3 separate regions of the Mus musculus genome follow, and all the other regions are linked to region 1. The links are chromatin contacts, called in public HiChIP or PLAC-seq maps. All regions are on one chromosome and are shown on one strand. Each heading gives the region's core, a stretch centred on a gene start, on an enhancer-like site or on the middle of the called end of the contact. The rest is flanking DNA. Distances are from core to core; before and after follow the strand shown. Region 1 overlaps Smarcal1 (SWI/SNF related matrix associated, actin dependent regulator of chromatin, subfamily a-like 1). Region 2 has its middle 13 kb from the start of Gm39661. Region 3 overlaps Marchf4 (membrane associated ring-CH-type finger 4).

What was found. HiChIP or PLAC-seq counts read pairs in DNA pulled down with a chosen protein or histone mark.
Region 2: a contact with region 1 is called in a FOXA1 HiChIP or PLAC-seq map of pancreatic cancer cells. The contact joins two enhancer-like sites. A contact is called at or near these places in 1 of 484 Hi-C or Micro-C datasets (nephron progenitors), 2 of 115 datasets of contacts at active chromatin or transcription factors (large pre-B cells and pancreatic cancer cells) and 1 of 9 other capture datasets (embryonic stem cells).
Region 3: a FOXA1 HiChIP or PLAC-seq map of pancreatic cancer cells shows a contact between it and region 1. The contact joins two enhancer-like sites. A contact is called at or near these places in 3 of 484 Hi-C or Micro-C datasets (colorectal tumor organoids, cortical neurons and nephron progenitors), 1 of 115 datasets of contacts at active chromatin or transcription factors (pancreatic cancer cells) and 2 of 9 other capture datasets (embryonic stem cells and pancreatic islet).

What each region holds. Positions count from the first base shown.
Region 1 is chr1:72,607,701-72,611,591 of GRCm38.p6, reverse strand. Smarcal1 (SWI/SNF related matrix associated, actin dependent regulator of chromatin, subfamily a-like 1) reads right to left here. Exons shown (of 17, transcript NM_018817.2): 10 at 157-297. Among named protein-coding and RNA genes, the nearest start is that of Smarcal1, 26 kb to the right of the region's middle. Within about 2 kb of position 2,246, at least 25 of the 459 cell types and tissues checked have an H3K27ac peak or open chromatin away from gene starts, as enhancers often do. A contact at or near this core is called in pancreatic cancer cells, where this site is marked.
Region 2 is chr1:72,398,537-72,402,427 of GRCm38.p6, reverse strand. No RefSeq gene overlaps it. Among named protein-coding and RNA genes, the nearest start is that of Gm39661, 13 kb to the left of the region's middle. Within about 2 kb of position 2,202, at least 23 of the 459 cell types and tissues checked have an H3K27ac peak or open chromatin away from gene starts, as enhancers often do. A contact at or near this core is called in pancreatic cancer cells, where this site is marked.
Region 3 is chr1:72,454,931-72,458,821 of GRCm38.p6, reverse strand. All of the region lies in intron 1 of Marchf4 (membrane associated ring-CH-type finger 4), which reads left to right. Among named protein-coding and RNA genes, the nearest start is that of Gm39661, 44 kb to the right of the region's middle. Within about 2 kb of position 1,786, at least 26 of the 459 cell types and tissues checked have an H3K27ac peak or open chromatin away from gene starts, as enhancers often do. A contact at or near this core is called in pancreatic cancer cells, where this site is marked.

The DNA.
Region 1 (3,891 bases), core at 997-3,496:
TCAGAGCCCTTCGTATCTGTGGAGTAACTGCTCGAACCTTTCCTAGAAAATACTACCTGGGTTTCTGGTCCATTTCTTGGTTCATACCAAGAAGCAGAAAAGAAAGTGTCAACATGAGGGTAAGGGGGCGGGGCATGGAGACAAGAGGATGAATACCCGTTTGGCGTCACAGTAGCGGAGTCCAAAGGCATGAAACTGAGGGAAGAAGGTTGGCTTGACAGCAATGATCTGCGTGTAGAGCTCTGCGGGCCGAGACATGGCGGGTGTGCCTGACAGTAGGATCACCCTCTTGGCAACCTAAAGACAAAACAGCCAAAGATGTTCTCAACAGAGTCGGGAGGAAGGGACTGCTATTCCTATGAGGGGTTCCCTAATGCAGAATAACAATAATGCCATGACAAGGCAGGAGCTGGGTGTCCCCATCTCCCATCCCCCGCCCCAGGAACAGCAAAATCCCCAAGGCTGCACAGCTCCATCTTCCACTTCCTGGGCTCTCTCACTGCTGGCTGGCAGGCTGTTCTTGACTTTACATACTTATTTTTCTGAGTGTGTGCACAAGAACATGTCAGTAGAGGTCCGAAGGTCACTGGAGTTACAGAGAATTGTGAGCTGACAATCTGGGTGCTGGGAAAGAAATTCACTTCTTTGGGAACAGCAGCAAGCATTCCTCTCCACTGTTCCATCGAGCCAGCCCAGTCTCAATTTTAAATATGTCAGATCGTTCCTTTACCAAAGACGGCGAAGACAAGCCTCACTCCAGAACTGTATGGTCTCTAAATCAACGTACTCTAGGCAAAAAAGACCACATGCCTCGCAAAAACTAAATGGTCTGCTGACGCAAGCAGTTAGGTGTCAGCCGCCATCCATAGTCCACTTGGCCACTGTCACGGCACTCCTTCCTCCTGAGCTTCCTGGACAAGCTCTTGCTGGTTCCTTGACACTGTGAAGGCTGCCCCTGGTGGTCATCCGACTACATCTGGAACTAACTGAAACCCAACTGGCTGGGCACACCTACGAGGGATTTTTTCCCTTCTTCTTAAATAAGTCATTTGAAGTGGGAGAACCCACGTTTAATCCGGATCTTTGAGCTCTATTAATCTGGGTCATTCTTTCTGCTGGTAGCCCACATAAAGAACAGGGAGAGGGAGATTCCTCTCTCTGCCCTCACCCTCTCGGGCAAGTCCATTCCTGCGGTGGCATTAGAGCCTACTTCGTCAGGACTCGGGGGTATACTGAGCAACAGCTGAGACATCAGCCTCAAGGACTGAACTGAATTCTTAGACCTTCCATTGGTAGACAGCCACCGCTGGGATAAGTGGACCACAGCTTGTAAGCCACTCTAATAAATCCCATACAGACAGACAGACAGACAGACAGACAGACACACACACACACGCACGCACGCACGCACCCCTTCACTCTAAAGCTCTGCTCCCCTAGAGAACCCCGGCTAACACAGAGATGAAGGCTGTGTTCCTACTTACTGGCTGCAGCACTTTGCATCTGGCACAAAGTAGGTAATCAATCAATGTACACAACATGCTGAGAAGAATTCAGGGGAAAGCTAGTTAGTGTTGCAAGGCACATGAAGTAAACACAAGGGATCCAGCGTTGGAGCAAAGAAGAGAGATCAATAGGCCTGAATTTGCTGCAGAAAAGATTTCTGAAATTCAAGTTAAATTTACCATAAAGACCCTGTTAGTACCAAGAGGAAATGACAGAGACAGTCTGTGTAGAAGCTTCTGTCTAGTGTTTTAATTCTGTTTGTGTATTATATGCACATGTTCATGTGTATACAGGCGTGAACGGGTGTGATATGTGCATGGGGGCCGAGGTCCACGCCATGTGTCTTTGTCGATCACTGTACCTTATTTTTGGGGACAGGGTCGTTTATCCATCTGGCTAAGCTGGCTGGCCAATGAGCTCTAGGGACCTGCCTGACTCTGCTCAAACCCAGTGCCATACTCAAGTTTCCATTTTGGGGCAGCAGGCATTTGGCTCACTGGTTATTTTTTATTTTTATTTATTTATTTTTTTAAGGAAAAAAAGGTTTTACTAACTTCACTGTATTTCAAGACTCAAGCTCCATTTGTAATTACTAAGAACGTTCAGTGATGGGACCCAGCTCCACTGACCAGGCTCAGCCTGGGTCTGCGGCAGCCTGCTCAGCGTGGGCAGGAGGGAGATAAACAGCTGGCTGAACCAACAGGGACTCCCAGTTCTCCTCTTCCCCGACTGACTCAGGTCTGACTGAGACGGTCACACCCAGATCATACTCCTCTCAGAGAGATGGGAAGGAGTGAGATCAAGAGGAGACTGTAGCATCAAGTCGCTGCGACCGTGAGGCAAAATTCACACAGCTTTGGAAGAGACCCCACTGTGGAGCTCAGCTGCATGGAAACCTCTTGTTAACCACGGAAACCCTGAGTTCACGACAGTAATACAGGGCAACCACATGAACTGAATGTCCACAGGGAAGAAAGAAGGTCTTAAAATGGATGTGCTGACTCATAAAAATAATAAATAAATAAAGGTGTAACCATGGGAGGAAAGAGGATTCCTCCTAAATATGGAACACATATAATTCTCAAAATGCACTCTGCCTTCTCAGCCACTGCCCACACCTAATCCCATTCTGATGGCAGAGCCAGGAATTTCTCCGGCTTTGATTTTCCACAGTTCATTACTGAGGCCTATAATTTCCTGCTCAGTTTAACGCAGGCTCATCATCCTGAATGATATCTGTAGCATCTCTGTTTGTGGCTTTGACACATCAGGAAAGTAGCAGCAGACAAAAAATAAAAAGTGGAAATGAAAAGTTTCACAGGGGAAATCTGCACATCTTGAACCCTCGTCCTGGGCGGCTGCTGTGCCTGCCTGGGATGCAGCCTGGGAAGAAACCGGAAAAGCATCTCATCTGTCCTGGGATGATGTAAGCAGCGCTGTGCTCAGACACACTGCTGTGGTCAATCATCTCTAAGGCCTTTGTCTGTGCCCGCCTGAAAACAGTTGCTATGCTTGGTCTATCTCTGAGGAAGACACACCTAGGAAAATAAAGATGTGTAAAATGACATAAATGGACGCTACATTAAACATTGTGTAGCCGACTCCCCCAGCGAAGGAGACAACAGCTCCTGAGAAAAGCAGAGTGTGGTGGCACTAAGGAACTCCTGTGTGCTGCTGGGAAGGTAATGCGGTTCACAGGCAGACACTGGGGGGCTGCTGGCCTTCTAAGTCTCCTCAGAGTGCAGGCTCGGAAGCTCTGCAGAGCCTCAGAGACAAGGCAAGCTAGTACATGGAATGGAGAATGCTATGCAGCTAGCCAAAGCAGAGAAGCTACACACAGATGTTAAAGTGTGAGCCCAGGCATGCTCAGAGCAAAGAACTGGGGTTGTTTCAAGCCCGCCACCCAACGAACAGCGAGAAGCTACCACTTCCCATTCATGCCCCCTGCCATAGCTGAGCATAACTAGCTTTGCTGAGCTATAACATTTGCCCAAGGAAATAAAATCATGTTCCCCAAAGCTGAGGTACCCCTGCCCTTTGGCTTTTCCAGTTAGGGGTTCTCTGTGTAGCCCTGTAGACCAGGCTGGCCTCAAACTCTGCCTGCCTCTGCATCCCTTTAATCCTGGGATTAAAGACGTGCACCATCACGAGTTCTGTTTCTGTAGCCAGGGTTTCTCTAGCACTTGAAATAACGTTATGATGAGGTTGCTCAGAAGCAGGTGGCAGCAAAGAGAGGCCAAGTCTGCCTAAGTTCCAACTCTCTGACCCTGATACCGAGGACACTGTGAGCTGCAGAGTTTTAACTGGTTTACAAGTCACTCTAGAACCTTCACAAGTAACGTCTGCAACCAATAATCTTCAAATAATGGCAACCCTAGTTAGGAG
Region 2 (3,891 bases), core at 953-3,452, 210 kb after region 1:
GCAGGCAAGATAAAGTTTCATTGGTTGCATGGTATACTCTCCCAAAGCTATGTCAACCGGTGTCTTAACACCCAATACCTTAGTAAGAATCAGGGTATCTGCTGATGAAATTAGTTAACTGGGATTACTGAAACAGATTGGGCTTTAAATCCAATGTGAATGATGTTCTAGGAAGCAAACTGTGGGTCAGGAAGGGAATACGGATGGATATGTCAGGTAAAGAGAGCACATGTATGTGCAGTACACCTGTCAGGGGGTTAACTTTGCTCTTCAGCTACCACATTTACATCCTCAATCTCTCTCTCTCTTGCTCTCTTGCTCTCTTGCTCTCTCGCTCTCTCTCCCTCTCCCTCCCCCCCCCTCTCTCTCACACACACACACACACACTTTCTCTGTGTCTCTGTGTGTGTGTCTCTCTCTCTCTGTCCTGAAACTCCAAATGCCCTCTCTGCTTCAACTCCTAATTAGAATCGGACTTCCCATCCCTCTCTGCCAGTGGGCGGATAGCAGTTTATGAGTGGTGATTAAGCCTCGATCAGGACACTAATAAAAATGGCCCATAAAAGGCATCCAACCCTGACACTGTTGGAGGATCCAGGGCTCAGGGAGCTGGGGGGTGGAGGGGTATCTTTAAACAAAGGAGCCAGGGGAAGGGATATGTCCGTGGCTGGCCCGCTGAGGTTCAAGTACTTAAAACACACACACAAAGCTCCTCCTATTGAAAGTCTTTGGTTCTTTTCCTCTTATTCTATTGCCACCAGCATTCTTGAGGGGCAGCTGCCCATTTTGTTGGAGAAAATGAATGTTTGGAAAAAATGCACAGAGCAAGTTGGGAACAGAGGTAAGTGCTGTGGCCTCTGGCTACTTCATGTGAGGCTCGGCAGAGCAGAGCACAAATGGAGTCCAGTATAGAGAATGCACAGAGAACTGGACAGACTAATAGTGGGACATGCTGCTGGGTGCTCCCTCTGTATCAAATATTTCATGTCATTCACCTTCATTTTCCCCTGCAATCTTGGATGTTAGGTTAACATAAATCCTGTCTGACAGTTACAGAAACGGGGGTTATCAAATGGTTGAGTGATTCATCCGAGGTCAAACAGCCAGGATGGAGCGAGCAGAGGGTGAAAACAGCTTACACTTGCTTCAAGGTCCTACAGGTGTAAGGACTGGGAACTGTAGCTTGCTCGCAGAACCCCAGCATGACACGAAGCATCTCAGGGCAAAAGACAAGAGTGTGCATGGCTATGACCTTGTCTCCATCCTTATTCTTCTAAAGCCACCAGGACCCAGTCATGGGGTGTCCGTTTTGGCGGACAGTAAGAAGCAGGCATGTAGGAAGAAGAGAAGTCGTGGTATTATCATCAAGTGGCTTTGAAACCTTGTATTCTGGAACTGAAGCCCCATGTCTGTCCTCACTGCTCTTCCAACCACCGTTACTGCGGAGGACAGGCTTCCCCCACACCACTGGTGGTCGGAGGAAGGGCTGCTCTGCCTCCTGAAAGCACTCAAACTGTGGTAGCAGGAGTCAGGCGGAGAGAGGGACCGAGTATGCCCTTCCCAATCCCTTCTGGAGTCCTGTGCCTCACAACAGATGGTGGGAAGCGCTCCAGCTCCTTCCAGTAGACTCTCTGGCAAATGTGTAGTGTGTGAGGAAAGACAGGTGGAGCAGGAAGGCTGGGAGGGCCTGGAGTTGCTGTTGCTGGCTGATTCCCTGGGAAGTGTTACTTCAATGAACAAAGCTTAAGCCACAAACAAACCTACCCGTCACTGTATGCGCAGAAAAGCTGAGGTCAGACGGCTAGACAACTTCTGAGATCCACAGTCCAGGATGTGCTTCACCTGAAGCCCACGCTGAAAGTGCAGTGAGCTAAGAGGTGAACTGGATATAAGGAGTGGCCCTCAGAAATGGGCTCCCTGTGAATGGATGAGGTCGGCCCCTTCACCTCCTCCCCTCTGCCTGCCCTTCGGCCTCCAGTCACAGGTGACACAAAAAGGCCCTTGCCAGAGGTAGGCTCCTCTGCTGTGGATTTTCTACCACCAGAACTGTAAGAAAGAAATCTGTTCTTCAGAAACAACTCAATCTCAGGCATTCCTGACAGCAACACAAAATTGACTTAAGACGAGTAGCCGAGTCAGCGCTGGTACCCAGGCATCCTCTCCTGCTCTCACGGCTCCCTGGACTGACTCAACTAGAGTGGCTTAAGTAATGCGGCCTTCCCGCTTTCCCAGTGCCTCTTACTGCTGAACTAGACACATGACAAGCTTCTACCCAAAGAGGTCGGCTGAACAGGTTTTGTTGTTTGGCTTTATCTCACCTTTTCTGCTTTACCGAGGAGGAGGAGGAAGAGGAGGAGGAGATGACAACAAGCAAACAGAGAGATGGGGTGGGAAGGACAAGAGAACCTCAGAGTTTTCACTCAGACCATTGCTCAGGGTCATGTGTGTCATATGTCTCCTGGCAGCCACCTAAGCCAGACTTCCTGCAATGAGGGGAAATTGGGCCTTATTTGCTTAAGGCAGGGCTAGCTGGCAGTCTTATTATCTACAAAGTACTCATGACTGATCTGTCTACAAAGGTAACATCTGTGCCAGGACCCCAGCAAGCTGAGCATTCCTTTCCCTCTCAGAACAAACTCTGCTCCTGTCAGATTTGCAACATTTCTAACATTTTAAAAGCTGGGGTGCAGGCTGGTGAGATGCCTTGGTGGGTAAAGGGATTTAATGCTAAACCCGGTGACTTGATTCTGATCTCTCAGACCCACACAGTGGATGAGAACTCCCTCAGGTTGTTCTCTAGCCTCCATCCACGGCACATGCAGAGAGAAGGGTGGGATGCTATAAATGTAAACAATTGTTTTAAATTGGGATGCAAAATAACATGGCCACCAGCTTTTTCCCGCTTAACATCCTGAATGGAATTTTGGATCTGGATAATACTATATTTAAAAACATCCTTTGGAGTGGGCTGTTGGATCTGTCAAAATTTTGGTTTTTCCAAAGGTCATACTGTCCTTCTCATCACTTCATGGTGGCCAGATCCAATGGAGATAGAGATAGGAAGAGTGGCCAGCGTCCCAGGCTACCTTAAACCAACACAAGCCCTGGGAACCCTCCGCTACTAAAGAACAAGGCCCCTTTGAAATGGAAATACGTCATTTGTACCAAAATGTATTTATGCTGGTTGAGTAAGTTACTTTCAAACTGTCTTTGGAGCATGTGGCACATCCGTTGGCTTATCTGCCTGCTGTGGTCTCTTAACTTCTGAGAGTACTCGTGACGGATGAAGTGTAAGAAGTCACCACTGGCCAATGGCCGGGAAGCCTGATGAGAAGCCTGTCACGGCCTGCTTGAAAGGAAACCGCGGGTGGCTGGGGTTACGCGGAAGAACATCCAGAATTCAAGTTTTGAGTCTCATACCTTCCATCAGCTTTGGGTGACCTAAAAGGGACATCCCCTTAGCCCCCACTGACCCCCACAGCCCTCAGACACATGAAGGATACTGTCTCAGCTAATGTGACCCTAGATCCATCAGTGGCCTAGCGTTCCTCCTCACTTTTTCTTTGGCCCAGGACTGATGCTGACCTCTAGAGTAGAGTCCGTTCTCTCCCTAGGGTGGTGCAACCACCATTCATCTTCTCGGGCCAGGACTGCGGCACAGGCTACAGGGGCTCGGTGCTGACCGAGACGGTTCTTGGCTGTTGCTGAAGCTGCAGAAATGGGGGCACAGATTCAGAAGCCCCTGGGCTCTTTTCGCACTCCCCAGGTGAGGCTGGGCTCTACCATTTGGCTTTAAAAATGTCCCATGAAGGCTTTCTGCATCCACTCCCAATCCCCTCTGTCAACACAAATTAACAAAAAGCCAAAGTTTTCGACCTTTTATTCTTACTA
Region 3 (3,891 bases), core at 537-3,036, 150 kb after region 1:
AGTCAACTGAAACCAACTCATCCATTCTTCCCAATGCTCAAGTCAAAGTCATCTGCTTTCCTGCTTTTCTCTCACACCACATCCAATCCACCAACCAACCTCAACATTTGTTTCTTCAAAAATACACCCAGAAACCAATAATTTCTTAGGTTTTGTATTGACTTACTCATCCTCCACTTGGATTATTTCAATGGCCTTCGGTCTCCAGATCCTATTTTATTTCCCCCTAGTCTGTCCACAGTAGAGAAAGAAGCCTGTGTGATCCTGTCATGCATAGTCAGATCAACACAGATGACACAGGTGAGTAAGAGGGCTTAGAGACTGAGTCTCTCTCTCTCTCTCTCTCTCTCTCTCTCTCTCTCTCTCTCTCTCTCTCTCTGCATTCAAGGCTACCCATCTCATGCATAAATGTCAGGCCCTTAAGATGCTCCATAAGCTCTTTCCTTATCTGTTTCCTCGCCTTTGATCCCAACTTTGACATCTTCTATTTCCCTTCCTCTCAGAACTCAATCTTAATATACCATTGTCTTTGGTTTTCCCCAAATATGTCAGTCACTTTTCTGCCTCAGAGCCTTTGCACTTACTCATCCTGCTCAGATTTCTTGATCCCATATATCTGCATGGTTTACTCCCATCTTAATTCAAATAACCCTCTTCAGAGGGCTCTCACAGCCATCGGCTATGGAATATACTTAGTTTCCTAGTTGCTGTGACAAAAATATGAGAATGTTACTTGATTCTAGATCCAGTCAAGTTGACAGCCACCACAGAGTTCCAGAGAATACAGTCTGTTATGGCAGAAATGACAGGGCCATGAGACCACGAAGCATCTGGTCACCCTGCAGCCAACAGCAGTAAGCAGAGAGAGAGAGAGAGAATGCAATGCTTGTCCTCAGCTTCTTTCTCCATCACTCTGGGTCCTGAGCTGTGGGATGCTGCCACCTACACTCAGAATGGGTCTTCCCTCAAGTTAAGCATTTCTGGAAACAACTTCACAAACACACTGAGAGGTGTGTTCCCATGGTGATTCTAAATGTAGTCAACGTGACAATGAAGATTACCCGTCACAGTCCTGTTTAGGATCTCAGTCCACATGTCCTCATTTACAGTCCTTTCCCATTCTATGCTTATTGTCTCCATAGCACATGCCAGCTTCGCTTAGGTATACACAATTTACTTGTTTATCTGATTTATTGTCTTTATCTACCAGAGAATGTTATGCCTACCACCTAGAAGAGACAACATAGTAAGTAAATATTGAATGGACAAAAGGGTGACTGAACACGGCTTCAGGTGGTTAACAAGTTGATCAAGGTCACACAGACTGTCAGAGCCTGAATAAAGCCAACACCGTCTAGGCTGAGAGCCAGGCTCTTGATCATCAAGAGTCTCAATAAAGGAAAATAACTATAAACTGTGCCCTAAGGCTGCTGTTTTATTGTATCCTTGTTTTGATCTCCCAGAACAGCAAACTCCAGCCCAGCATGGGGCTGTCTTTGCCACACGATGCTGTATATATTTCTTCCTGCTCTGTGACAGAAATGCCTGGTTATGAGTAAGTGGGGGGAAAAAAAGCAATCTTGGAGTTACCTGGCATTTCCATAGCAACTGGGTAACCTAAGGACTCTTGAAGCCAGATCTTCAGACTGAAAAAGGCAAAAAAAAAAAAAAAAAAAAAAAGCTAAAAAACAAACAAGAAAAATCTGTGAATGGAGAGATAACTGTAGCTACCAACTGACTCACTGGAACTCTTCATCCTCTTCTTGGTCCCTCCCACTGGGTTAGTCACAGCCACGGCTAGAAAATTACCTTGTCCCTGCCTGTAGCACCATCTCAACCCAGGAGACCCGTGTTCTTCTCTTATCTAGCATCTCTAAGGTAAAGGTTTCCTCAAACACTCCCAGTATCCTGTAGTAACCCAAGGACATTTCTGGACTGGGAATCTAGAATGCCGTGTACTGTCCCAAAACAACAAACTCTCATAGAATGTCCTTTAATCTTAACCTCTCTCTGTGACCTAGTTAACTATTTCTTAAGCCTCTTGCTTCTTTATTACCTATTCGACTTATCTTAGCATGACAGTAGGAAAGGAGAATTGCAATAAAAAATGAACACTTAAAGAAATGTGAGTTAAAACTGTCATTTGGCAAGAGGGCTTACTGGCGCTGGGGACTGTCAAGCACTTTGTATGCTTCATCGCATTTGATCTTTCTTTTGAGGAGGTAAGAGCTATCTGTACGTAGAAGAAACAGCATCCCAGAGGTTAGGGGCTTGCCTACATTTGCTTGGCTAGTAATGGCTGAAGAGACTATTCAAAACCAAAGTGCTTGATTTCTAAAATGCATGCTCTTAGCCACTCTCACAGACTCTGTCCCTTGAAAGCCAGAGAATTAGAGGAGATCCCTGTTTCTTCCTTGTCCTAAAACCCCGAGGTCACTGAAGAAGTCTCCGGTCCCTTGGCTTTTAGTGAGCCCCCTAGGATCTCTGGCATTTGCTGTACTCTGCAGATTAGTTTACTATAATCTGCACCAAAGGGTGGGGGCCTCAGGAGCTGGGCTTCCCCCACTCTGGGCCTGTATAGTTCAGTCCACACGTTTCCTGGGCATCACTGGTTTGCCTAGTTAATGGGGTATCAGTGAGCAGCATAAATCTCGGAGGATATGAAAATGATGTAGTACCAGACTGTGTGTAATGAAGCAGGGAGAGGAGACAGGGCTGCAGCTGGCAGTCATGGGAGATTTGGCTGCAGGGCTTGAGATGGGCTAGAAATATCCCTCCCTCCTCCAGGGAAGGAGAAAGGAAGAGATGCACGAACAAGGCATCAGTGTGGTGAGACCAGGGCACTGATACTGGTCAGAAAGCCCTGACTTCTCCCTTTCCTCATGTCACCGGCTGGCTCTGTGACACAGACTCTACATCACATCTTCTCTTGTATTAGGGGATGTTCATACTGGGAGCCTGGGGGAAGGGTGTCCATCTCAGTTTCCATATTACACCATTTAAACTTGTGTATGCATGGATATGTACATACAAGCATTTGATGGTGTGTGTGAGAAGCCCAAGCTTCTGTGCGAATGTTGAGGACCAAGCTTCAGCCCTTCACACTTACGCACCAAGCACTTTGCCAACGACACTGAGATCCTGCTCCGGCTCCCCCTCCCCGCAGCAAACCTCCTCATTTTTAGCTTTTAAGGAGTTTACTGTGAAGAACATCTTCATTGAATTTAACATGATCTTTTTTTTTTTTTTTTTTTTTTTTGCTGCCAGTTATTTCTGTTCTATTGTTCTTGAAGACACATGGGTATAATAAGATGGTATTTTACCCTAACCAGTAAAAGGACCGTGGCCCTCCTCCCGAGGTACATAAAAACATATCCTAGGCAATTGGCATAGCAGCACTAACAAGTTTAAAAGAGCTTCTTTGTGGATTTTTTTTTTAATCTAGTTTTTTTTTTTTCACCAGATCTACATTTTAAAGGAGTTTTAATACCCTGGTTACTAATATTCTCAGTGCTAGAATGGAGTCCCCATTCTGTCTATGGGTTGTCCAGTGTGGATGTTGGGGAATTAACAAGAGGCTTCAGGAGAAGCACCACAGCTCTGGCCTGTGGGCACTCAGACCAGGCCTGGCCAGGCCAGCTCCCTCTGTAGGTAGGTCTGTGACTCTCCAAGGGCTCTAGTGAAAGCTAATGGTCCCCATCCAGAGGCCAGGAGGAGAGCTCAGATCCTGGTAGGGGCTGTTGTCAGCCAGTAGCTCATCTGTGCCTTTTCTCTTTGCTGCTGCTTGAGAAACAAGGGTGCAGACTGCTGTCACTTGGTTTCATTGCCAGCGACCAGAAGTAATGTCTTTTACCTGATCAGCGACTTGACATGGCTGCTTAACAACCCGAT